Linked DNA regions of Rattus norvegicus: region 1 is linked to region 2. Evidence: chromatin contacts called from public Hi-C data. All regions are on one chromosome and are shown on one strand. Each heading gives the region's core, a stretch centred on a gene start, on an enhancer-like site or on the middle of the called end of the contact. The rest is flanking DNA. Distances are from core to core; before and after follow the strand shown. Region 1 has its middle 48 kb from the start of Smad3. Region 2 overlaps Smad3 (SMAD family member 3).

Region 1 (5,481 bases), core at 305-2,804, 150 kb before region 2:
CCTTACCACTCTTAGCCTAGAAGAGGCATACTCTCTCTGCATCTCTCCTGACAGACCTGGTTCTGATGGGAAGACTCTAGCAAGAATCTGATTGGTCCAGTTCGGTCACATGTTCCTTCCCAAGCTAAGCAGTGGAACTATTCAGTACAAACAGGGTCTCAGGGATTTACCCACCTGAATGAAAAAGGTGCCTAAGATCTCTCAAAGTAAGACCTGTCCCAGCCATGGTGGTGCATGCTTTTGATCCCAGCACTTGGGAGGCAGAGGCAGGTGGATCACTGAGTTTGAGGCCAGCCTGGGCTGCATAGCTAATTCTGGGACAGCCAGGGTTACATGGTGAGACCTTGTCTTAGAGAATGAGAGAAAGACAGTCAGAGAGACAGAGGCTAAGAGACAGAGACACAGAGAGACACACAGACTTGGACTTGGGGTGGGGGGCAGGCAGGCAGGCAGGCAGACAGACAGACAGACTGTGACTTGTGGTGTTCACAATTCGGCCTTATAGGATGCACATGAGGTAAAAGGAACACCACATGGACTGGTAGCCATGAGTTAGAGCCCCGTGCCAATGAGCTGGGTTTATAACTGATGCTGGTAGAAATGTGCAAGTGAGGGTCAGCAATAACATCTGTCTGTCTGTCTTCCACAAGTGCAGTGAGCATGTATAGACTTTCTCAGTTCCTTCCTTCAGAGCCTGGCCCATGGTCTCCCCTTGTTGGGTTGACATAAAAATATTAGTTGAGCACACAGGGTGCTTTGACTGGACTGAGCCCATGTGGTTGGTCCCTGCTATGCTGAATGGATGGATGAATGGATGAGAGACCATTTCTTGCTGAATTTTCAGCATGTCACCGGGGTCAGAGTGGGTGGCTCGGAAAAGGAGTCCTTGTAATTGGTCTCCCTGCCACTTGTCTTTGACAGAGATCCTGTCCTTCCCTCTGTGCTTTGTGACCTAAGAAGAAGAGCTTGGGGAGATGGCTCAGCTGATAAAGTGCTTGGGGTGCAAGTGTGAGAACAAAAACTGGGTATGGCAGCGAGGGTGCCAGAAGCAGGAGGATCCTGGGGTGCATTGGCCAGTCAGCCTAGCCAATCAGTGTCAGGCCAGTCTCAAAACAAGATGGATGGTAGCTGAGGAACAACACCTGAGGGTGTCCTCGGCCCTCTCACATATGCATATGTATACACACACACACACATACACACACACTTACCCTCATGTAAGCACATGTGCACATGCATACACATTTATACACTCATGCATACACACAAACATGAATTAAAGGAAAGGCCAAGAACGGAAAGCTTGTCTGTTGGCTCTGAGTCTAGTTTCTTGCTGACCCGAAGGCCCTGATGTTGCTTCACTGGACTCAGTTTTCCCATTGGCAAATGGACACAGGCATGCTCACCAAGCCTCCATGACTAAGTGTTTGGGAGCTGGATGAAGGCAGAGATGGGAAAGGCTTTGGCCAGGCATGGCCTTGGCACTTCCCCACTCCTCACAGGGACATCTTGTGTCTCACTGAGAGGCTCTGGCAGCGGAGGGGCCCCTCACACCAGCCTAGCCAGATGACATCACCAGCAGTGTGGTTGAAATTGGAGCCCGGCTCCTTAGAGGTTGAGCAGGAAGTTCCTGCAGTGGGAGCTTTTGTTCTGGAGGCCTTGGTGGTGAGACAGAGGAATTCCCAGCAGCATTCTAGCTCAAGAAACCTGTAGAGGGTCAGCTGAGGGCAGAGGTGCAAGGTTTCAGGCCCTGGGTGGTCCCTCTTCCCGTTTTTTTTTTTTCCTTTATTTACACACTGTGGGCGTGACCCCTTCAGCAAAGAGTCGGGGCTACTCCAGAAGAAAGCCTAGGGAAGTTCTTTACCCTGGAGATAGTTAAAAAACAAAAACAAACACAGAAACAAAAAACGGTGGCTAGGTACGGGTTCCTGATTCTGGTCCAGCCACTGCATATCAGCTGGTGACTTGAATTAGCCATGGGGAACTCCCTGGCACTTGACGTCCTCATCTGTGCTATGTAGACTGTGGCTTCTCCTGAGAGCAGTATTAGAAAACGCTTAGTATGTGGGGCCGGGGAGATGGCAAACGCCTTTATTGGCTGATATAATATTAACTATCATTTAAAAATCTTTATTTTTGTCTTATGTGTATGTGAGGGTGTGCATGTATGTAAGTGCACCGTGTGTCTGCCCGGTCCTTTCAGAAACCGGAAGGCAACACATCCGCTAGAACTGGAGTTATACAGGTGGTTGCGAGCTGCCACACGGGTGCTAAGAACTGAGCCTTTTGCAAGGGCAGCCAGTGGGCTCTAACTGCTGATCTAGAATATAATTTTTAAATGCCAAAGCACACAAGTACTAGTGTTCGTCACACAGTAGGGCATGAAATCAGGTGTGTGCCACAGCTGACGAAGGAGGCATGAAGGAAACCAGAGAAGCACTCTGCTTGTTACAGCTGCTCCGTCATCCTGCCCTAACCCACAGGGCACAGCCAGTGCCAGGGCACCTGCCACTGTGCAGGGAAGGACCCCTCCCTCCCCCCAAGAACAAAGCTTCAGAACTTTTGTGCTAGGTGCTGGCACGATGGGCAGTTTGGCAGTCAGAGAGCTTTGGGTATTAACTCCATCTCTCCTACGCTCTGAATCAGGGGGTTTTACCTTCATTGCGTCCCTGGTCTCCCTCCACTCCCCTTCCACACCCCTAGCCAGGTGAGAGTGGGCAGAGCCAGGGCTGGAGGGGAAGTGCATAAAGGTGGGCGTAGCAGCAGAGGAAGTTGGGGTAACCTTGGCAAGATGCTGTCTCTGGCAGCTTCGTGGGGGAATCTCCTGGGGCTTCCCCATCTTACATCCGTCCGCTGATGGTCCTGATGACTGTCAGGCGTTTGAAGGTGAGAGGCTGCTTTCCCTCACACACTAGCGTCCTGCCTCTCCGCCTCATCACCCCACCTGCTCACCAGCTCAGTGATTTTCTTTTAATGCCCTACAGAGGCCATTCCAGGCCCAGAGCAATGTTAGACCTTTCGACCTGGCCACCTGGCTTTACCTTGGACATCACACGGGTTTTCCAGTTAGGAAGGTACTGTCAGGGAGCTAGTATTCCTCAGGTGTATTAAATACCTTTCTTGATGCTGTGGGGGAAAAATACTTCCTGGGGTTTTTTCTCTTGCTTTTTTTTTAATTGATTCTTTGTGAATTTCACATCATGCACACCAATCCCATTCATTTTCCAGTCCTTTCATGTCTGCCCTCTACCCTTGTAACCTCCCCATCAAAAGAATAAAAAAAAAATAAGAAAGAATTAAAGAAAATATCTCACTGTGGAAGCCGTGTAGCCACACTATGTCACACAGTATTCTTTTGTCCAAACGCTTTACTTACTTGCGATTGTGCATTACAGTGAGTCATTGGTCTGGTTCAAGTCAGCTTCTGTTACACCATCAACACGGGTCCTCGCTGAGACCCTTGAATACCTTGTTGTTGCCCTATGTCGTGGAGATCCTGCAGCTTTGGGTCTGCAGGACCGGCCCTTTCATGCGCTCCAGCAGCTCCAGGTGGAATAAATGTTGGGGTGAGCCAGCTCAAAGCCTTGGATCTGGGCCTGAGTGGTGTCTGAGTTTGTCAGCTCACCAGCTCTCCTGTGCCCTCCCCACCAGGGCTAGCTCTCCAGGCTTGCCCAGCCAAGGGGAGGGACCAACTCTCCCACATGAGGCAGCTGACTAGGCTACCTTAGGGTGTAGGTGAGGAGTGGGGCCAACTCAGCTTGGCTCTCAGACATCAACATGGTCTCAGGTAGTAGCCCAGACAAAGAACGCCAACACTGCCTTTGGTGTTAGTGTAGACCATGGACATCAGCACAAATTCCTGTAGTGATAGGACCATAGACCAAGGCAGCTTGCCCTCAGGGCCTCTCTCTCTCTCTCTCTCTTTCTCTCTCTCCCTCCCTCACTCCCTCCCTCTGTCCCTCTCTCTTTTTCTCTCACCTTCCCTCTCTCTCCTTCCTTCCCTCTCTCCCTCCCTTTCTTTCTCTTTTTCCTTGTGTTAGCAAGGACTGAGGTGGTTATGTTGTGTTTGTAATCAGAAATAAACAGGGAGTTGGGCAAGGCTATAAAACCTCAAGGCTTGGGCCAGCAAGAGGGTGCCTATCTGCCAAGTTTGGTGACTTGAGTTCAACTCCTTGAACCCTCATGGTGGAAGGGCAGAACTGACCTATGCAAGTTGTGTTAATCCTACAGGTGTGAGGAGGAGGACCGTCGACCCAAATCATCCTGGCCAAATCAATTAAAGCAAGCTTTTTAAGTTTATGTACTGTTGCACCTCACTACTGAGGTTGTAATCTACCATGTCAGGACAGCTTTCCTGAGCTCTGCAAAATGAAGGACTCCCTTTTTTAGCAGGGCTTCTTCTCTGCCTGATCTGAGGAACCTGACCGCCAGTCTTCTACCTGAGGAATGTCTCAGTATAGGTTCAACTCCCTAGAACGCCTCTCCAGGCAAATGAGGCATCTCCAGAAACTTAAACCTCAGCCAATGAAACTTCACCCTAAGAAGAGACCCTTCCCACTCTCCAAGGTTCATATACAGCCCTTGGTTCACCATAAATGAAGTGTGTGTGCACAAGCTCTTTTCATTAGTCTAAGAGAGCTGTAATGTTAAAGAGCTGTAACCCTGAAATCCTCTGAGGAGACCTCCCACGCTGTCTCGCCCCTAGGATCCTCTGACCCATTTGTTTTGGATTTTGCTTCATCCTTTCTTGCCCGGTGTGCATCTGGCGAACACCCCAAGGGAAGAAGCTAAAATATGGAACCACAGTGTCCATGGGCTGTCTTTCCAAAAAGGTGGGAGTCAAGAGATCAGCATTGGACATGGGAAAAATAAGGGTTTTATAGTTCAGGAGTTGGGGTTTCCAAATGGGAGGTTTGGCAGGCAAATCGATATGGTCACAGCAGCAGAATGTAAGCCTAACAAGTTGGTCATAAGAACCTCCTGGATCAAAGACACTGTTGCAAGTGATCATAACAACGTGGACATAGCTACATGGTCACACTACACTTTTGAAACAAAGGCATAGCTGCACTTCCTGGACCAGGCAGTATAGAACCATTTGTATTCATGGTTACAGGTAGACCGTTGCCCAATCCCAGAGAAACAGATTTAATCATAAGCAGGAATGAACCTAGTTTGTCTTTACTACAAGATGGCTTTTAAACTTAAGATGAAGGCAGGCTGGTTAATCAGTTGTCTTCAGATTCCCTCATACATGTCAGGGCATGCTTCCCCTAAAAATAAATAAATTAACAATTAAAAATCAAAACAACCCCTCAGGGCTCACTACCAGTGACTCCACCTATTAAATATTGTCATTAGCCAGGGCCAACTACTCACGATGGGCCAAAACCTTAAAGACCCAAAATGTTATGACTCCTAGAGAACAGGAAATCCTTGAAAATGTAAGCATAGGTAAGAACATTCTGGAAAGGACTCTGA
Region 2 (6,086 bases), core at 3,051-5,550:
TGTAGGGGGAGTATACATTTGATGAGAAGTTACTGGAGGAAAACCAGAAGGAAGCCCAAGTAGTCACTGACTACCCTGAGGAAAGTTGAGATGACCCATTATTGAAGTAGGAATGAACGTTTAAAGAGATGACCATGGGCCTGTGCATACGGGAATGGGATGGACCATGGAGAGGCCTGCCCTCACAAGGTGTGATGGGCCTGGAGAAAATTGATGGAGGTTGCTATGCCTTACAACCTCCCTGGGAAGTCAGAGAGGCTGGGGCCAAAGGCACAGAGATGCAATCATTGCTTTGTATTTGCCGTTGGTCCAAGGGGAAGGCGTTGTTATAAAGCACACAATGCCTGTGTGAAGCCCTTCCCAACCAAGAACTAGGGTGGGTAGCATAGAACAGTGCCAAGAAGGGGGGCAACCTTCCATTTGCAATCTTCCCACAAACAGGTGACTGCTGGGAACTTCTCTCTCTTGCCCACTGATCATTCCAGCAAGTCCACTCACTCAAAAAATACCACTGAAAGGCTTGTCTGATATCATAGGAGTAGGTGGATCGGGGAGAGAGGGGCCTGCTTCTGGGAGAGAGCCAATGAGACATAAGCTGGTCTATCATTGAGGAAAGTTAGGACAAGAACTCACACAGGGCAGGAGCCTGGAGGCAGGAGCTGATGCAGAGACCATGGAAGCATGCTGCACACTGGTTTCCTCTTCATGGCTTGCCCAGCCTGCTTTCTTGTAGAACCCAGGACAGCCAGCCCAGGGATGATACCACCCACAATGGGCTGAGCCCTTGTCCCTTGATCACTAATTAAGAAAATGCCCTACTGGATTGTCCACAGACTGATCTTACTGAGGCATCGTCTCAACCGAGGTTCACCTGCTTTAGTTTGCCAAGTTGATATACAGCTAGTCAGCACAGTGCTTCTGAGAGAAGAGATGAGGGATCTCAGGGTACAGGTGTGCCTTCTAAAGATCTTGTTATGAAATTGCGATGCAAAAAGAAGTGTACAACATCCACTTGCTCCTTTCATTTCTTACCCACTCCAGGCCCCAACTCCGGTCTAGGGAAAGATGAGCTTCCTACCACAGGGAAGCCACTTATCTAATACAGTGGTGCAGCGACCTGGGTGATGAGGCCCAAAGGCATGGCTGAGCCCCAGCTGGGCACGGTGCAGAGGCTGGCCCTGGGGAATCTCTGGCACCACTGTTTCTCAGAGCAGGGGCTGTGAGCTGGGCATATTTCTATCAGACACATCATGCTGGGTGGGTCACCTAGAACTTCCTAAGTGTCTAAGTCAGGAAGATTGAGGAAAACAGGGGAAGGACGCAGCAGGTTAGGGAAAGGTGACAGTTGGGTCCCTCTGGTGAGTAAGTTGTTCCCTGCTTCACGGTGACACATGTAGGGTGTGGCTGGGATGAGGAAACCCGAGGCCCTCACAAGAGCCCTGGGGCAGCAGAGAGCTGGAGCCTATTGAGATAATAGCTTCCTGGAGTGCCTATGGCAGGGTGAGCCACCTTCTGCTGGGAGAGGACAGGGCTGGGTGGCAGGAATGATGATAGGCCTGTGAAAATGACGAGAAGCCACTGGCTTCTCCATGCTGCCAGACAGGTCCTTGGTAAAGGCCATGTGTAGCTGCATGTGGGCTTGTGAGAACACAGGCAGGTGCTTAGGAAAGTGGTTCACTGAGTACAGCCATGCAAGCATGAAGACCTGCGTCCAGATCCCAAGAACCCATGGAATGCCGGATGTGGCAGCAGGTGTCTTCTACAGCCAGATGGGAGGCAGAGACCTGAGACTCCCTGGAAGCTCATAGGCCAGCTGAACAGGAGACCCTTTCTAAACAAGGTAGAAAGTGGGGACTGACACCTGAGGTAGTCCCAAGGCATATCACACATGTGTATGTACACACACACACACACACACACACACTCACACACTCACATTTACACACTCTCATAGAGGTGAATGTTTTCTTGATTTAGTAAATTGGTCTGAGGCTAGAGGAACTTACCCTCATTCCTCTGCATGTCTTGCCTCTCTGCCTTAACCCCAGAGGCTCGAGTTAGGGCCCAGACACTTCGGTTACAGAGGGCCAACCCCTGTAGCACATGAGAAAGTGCCCAGATGGCTGGGCATGAAATTTCTTTGCATGAAGGAATGTCTATGTCACCTGAATTGGGCCTTGCTGGTCAGGGTCATACAGATGGGGAAGGGCACTCTTCTGAAAGAGAACAGCTCAAGAACAGAGAGTTGGAAGGGATATGGGGTTGGAGGGTGGAATCCTTAAGACTCAGATAGACCTGTTCTCCATGGCTAGGGAGAGCCCAGACTAGCCAGGCCATCTCTGCTTTGACCTCAAGTCCTATGGTACTCACTGAGCAGATCTCTGCTCATCGTCTGCTTCAGTTCAGGAGAAAGTTGATGTGCCCCTCTCCTCCCCTCTGCTTCTGCCAACTGGAATCTTTTGCACATGTTTTTAATAGGCACCCCTTAATCCGAGTGTCGCCTTCTGGGTTTTATTCTGTTTTCCTTTCCTTAAACAAAACAGAGAGTCCGTGCCAGCTTGGAACGGGGCTTGGAACTGAAGCCAGCCAATGCGTTAGGCTGGCCTGGGGCCAGTGGAGAATTGAGTGCCCCATGCCAGTCTAGAAGCTTGCCTGACACCATGCTGGTTGGGGGTGGGGCCCCTGATGGTGCTGGAGGCTCCATGTCTCCCGCATTTCTGTTCTGAGAGGATATTAGCAGAGACTGGCCAGGCTGGTGGGAGCTGGGCTATGTGCAGTCAAGGTCTTCTCTAACATCCCAGGTGATGGAAGCCTTGGTCAATACAACAAACCCATGCTCCTTGGAGCATAAGCCAATCAGCCAAGGAGCCTTTGAGCAGCAGGTCTTCAGGGCCTGTGTAAACTACACTGGCATTTGTTGGGAAGCTCTGAAACCTGGGGTGCGTTGACTCCAGGGAATGACAAGGTGGCTGGAGCAGCTAAGCCCATGTTGGCTGGACCTTGAAGCACACTTTGTTCAAACCTTGGTAGATCAGAAAGCAGAGAATGGAACCAGAACTCAGGGAAGGCTATAACCCTCAAGGCCTGCTTCCAGGGACCAACATCTGCCAGCTTAGCCCTGGGTCACAAAGGTTTCATAACCTCCTTAAACAGCACCAACAGCTGGGGGCCAAGTATTCACACGTATGAGCCTATGGGGTGTGTGACAGGTCCAGGCCACAACGATGGCCTCTTTTTGTTTGATCTTTTAGGAAGCTCAGAGTCAGGCTGTCAATATCTGCTACCACATACTTACACCAGTGGTAGTTCTCTTTCCAGAGCACCGACTTTTGCAAAAAGAATTGCATCTGGGGGCAGAGGCAGGACCACCACTGCAGGAAGAAACAGTAATTATACGTTTCTGCTTTGTCCCTGCTATGGCTGAAGTGCCTGAAGAAAGCAGCTAGGGCTGATACTGGGGGTGGAAGGAGAGAGAGAACTCAAAGGCACAGCCAGAAGCAGGGAATTAAAAGCCACGAATGGGGCTATCCTATTCTGCCTGTTTCTGAGCCAGAGTTGACAGGTACCCTCTGAAGTGGCAGTCTTCAAATTGTGCCCTGGTGCCATGACACAGCTGCTGAGTCCTGATGGCGTGCGTGTCCCTCTGAGCTCAGTCTCCCTACTTTGCTGCTCAGGGCGCCTGGAGGATCCCAGAGGTGTTTGGAGGAGGGTCCATATCTCCCCGGGAAGACCTTTTTCTACCTGGAAGTTCACCTTTCCCAGAACGGTGTTCCTCCAGGTGTGACAGACACTCTGGGTGGCTTTGGATTGGTAGGTGTCAGTGTCCCGGGGACTAGGACCATGAAATTTTAGGCAGGACTTTGAAATTTGGGGGTGAGGGAGCTAAACGTGCTGTTCACATTACTGAGGAAGGCAAGGCTGACCTGGATCAGCCAAAGCTGCCTCTTCAGACTGACACAGGCCAGAAGTGCAGTGGCTGAGATGGCCGGCTTTAGCTCTCTCTAGAACCAGTCTTGACACAGAATAGGAAACAGACCAGAGTAGGTCATGCTTCCAAGGATACACCTCAAGGGCGGTAGAGCCCGCACCTGGGCAGTAGCAGCTAGTGGTGCTGACAGGTCACCCGAACATTTTAAACCTTGGCTAGCCCTTGGCTAGTCCTGGGCTTTTCTTTTTTCTTTTTTTAAACAAACCAAAACAAACCAAAAAAACCACCCCAAAGTGTCCAAAGCAACATAGCTCACATTCTAGTGGCTGCATTGTTTAGAATCTAGCTTATCTCATTGGAATGTGGAAGCATGGAGCAGAGCCAGGGCCGGACATGGCCGGTGTGGCTCAGCCCAGCCTCAGAAGCCAGGGGCACAGGCCACAGCTGCTCCTGTCCCATCATTCCCTCCTCTGTACAGTAGCTTTGATCCTCTGCCTCTGCCCTCCTGGCCTCTTGCTCAACCGTGAGAAGAAAAGGAAGAAAGGACGCCTTGTTCTTCTGCATCTGGAAAGTCAAGCCAGGATCAGGGAGTTCTCAGGTCCATCGTCTGGGTTATTATCATGTTGATACCGTACGGCGTTTGCTGCGTGGCCACATCTTACTCGAGTTAGCTCATGGAATCCACTGATAGCTCCAATGGCATAGAGGATGCAACAGGTGGGCAGGGGTGATCTAGAGGCTCACACAAGGGAACGTGAATGAAATCATGCTGGTTCAACCTAAAGGACAGTGGCTTTCAATGGGGAGTGCTTCCAACCCCTGGAACACATCTGGCAGTACTAGGAATGGTTTTTATTTTCAGTACTTGGGGAAGGGGTAAGGTATATATATGCTGTTAGTATACAGCGAGTACAGGTTGAGGGTGCATTTGACCATCCCATAATATCTAACCCCCCCTTTCTCCCAAGCAGTCATTTGCCCTAGCTTAGGGTGTGCTGACCCTAGAGCTGGCTCTAGCAGTATGAATTGTATAGTGTCAGGATGGGGACTTTGTCTTCACCTCACTCTTACAAGGACCATATACCTGGGCTGCAGGAGGTTGAAGCCACTGAGGGAGATGGTACAGTGAGCATAGGTGGATCATTTAAGTGGGCAGAGTGGGCTTAAAGCTCCTCCCTAAGGCCAGTAGTAGAGCTACAGTGTGGAGGAGCATTTGGAGGTGGCACAGGGCACATGCAGTCCTGCAGGAGGTTGCAGGATTGTGAGAAAGGAGCTGCCAGGACCCTGCCTGCTGAGGGGTCCCTGAAAGGGTCTGCTTATAGTGCTGATCAGTCCTGACCTGCTTCCTGTTTGGGCTAGCCTTACTCTGAAGGATGCTTCTGTTCACAGTTCGGTCAAACACTATGGGGCAGGCTGCCTGTGGGTCCAAAAGAAATGAACACAGTGTCTCTTCTTCTATAGGCTGTCAGATTCTCCCCCAAATTCTGAGGATCCCACTCTCTGGCACCCTGAAGGGTTTGTGCAATGGGAATTGGGGGGTCAGAGGAAGAAGCAAGTCTTCCAGAGCCTCCCTGAATATCTACTGACCTGGCACACCCCATGTCTCCTCAGACCTACAGCCAGTCACCTACTGTGAGCCGGCCTTTTGGTGCTCCATCTCCTACTACGAGCTGAACCAGCGAGTTGGGGAGACATTCCACGCTTCACAGCCGTCCATGACAGTAGATGGCTTCACTGATCCCTCCAATTCAGAGCGCTTCTGTCTGGGCCTGCTGTCCAATGTTAACCGGAATGCAGCCGTGGAGCTTACAAGGCGGCACATTGGTAATGTACCTACCCTAGCCCCGCCTCCTGAGGACACTGGGACCCCCAGCACCAAGGGCTGTAGGACCCAGATGAGGCGAGGTGGGAGCGTGGCACAGTGTGTAGTTACGGCACTTGCTCTCCGCTCACAGGACACTGGTCCGTGAGTTGAGTTGCTTTCTTGTACTCCAAACCTCTTCTAAGCATAAGGGGACATCCCCACTGAGCAGAGCTCACCGTTTACATAACCACTGATGTGCTGAGTCAACTGAAAACGAATTTCTGTCCATCTGGAGTGGGTTTGGGTGATAGAGGGAAAGAAATAAAATATACAGACTGCACTAGGAGACCATGT

What was found. Hi-C and Micro-C count contacts between places; a contact is called where the count stands out from the background.
Region 1: a Hi-C map of psoas muscle shows a contact between it and region 2, with 1.7 times the contacts expected there. The contact joins two enhancer-like sites. A contact is called at or near these places in 3 of 12 Hi-C or Micro-C datasets (liver and psoas muscle).

Annotation. Positions count from the first base shown.
Region 1 is chr8:73,177,149-73,182,629 of GRCr8, reverse strand. No RefSeq gene overlaps it. Among named protein-coding and RNA genes, the nearest start is that of Smad3, 48 kb to the right of the region's middle. Within about 2 kb of position 1,554, at least 12 of the 93 cell types and tissues checked have an H3K27ac peak or open chromatin away from gene starts, as enhancers often do.
Region 2 is chr8:73,030,630-73,036,715 of GRCr8, reverse strand. It overlaps Smad3 (SMAD family member 3), which reads left to right. Exons shown (of 9, transcript NM_013095.3): 6 at 5,540-5,752. Among named protein-coding and RNA genes, the nearest start is that of Aagab, 55 kb to the right of the region's middle. Within about 2 kb of position 4,300, at least 17 of the 93 cell types and tissues checked have an H3K27ac peak or open chromatin away from gene starts, as enhancers often do.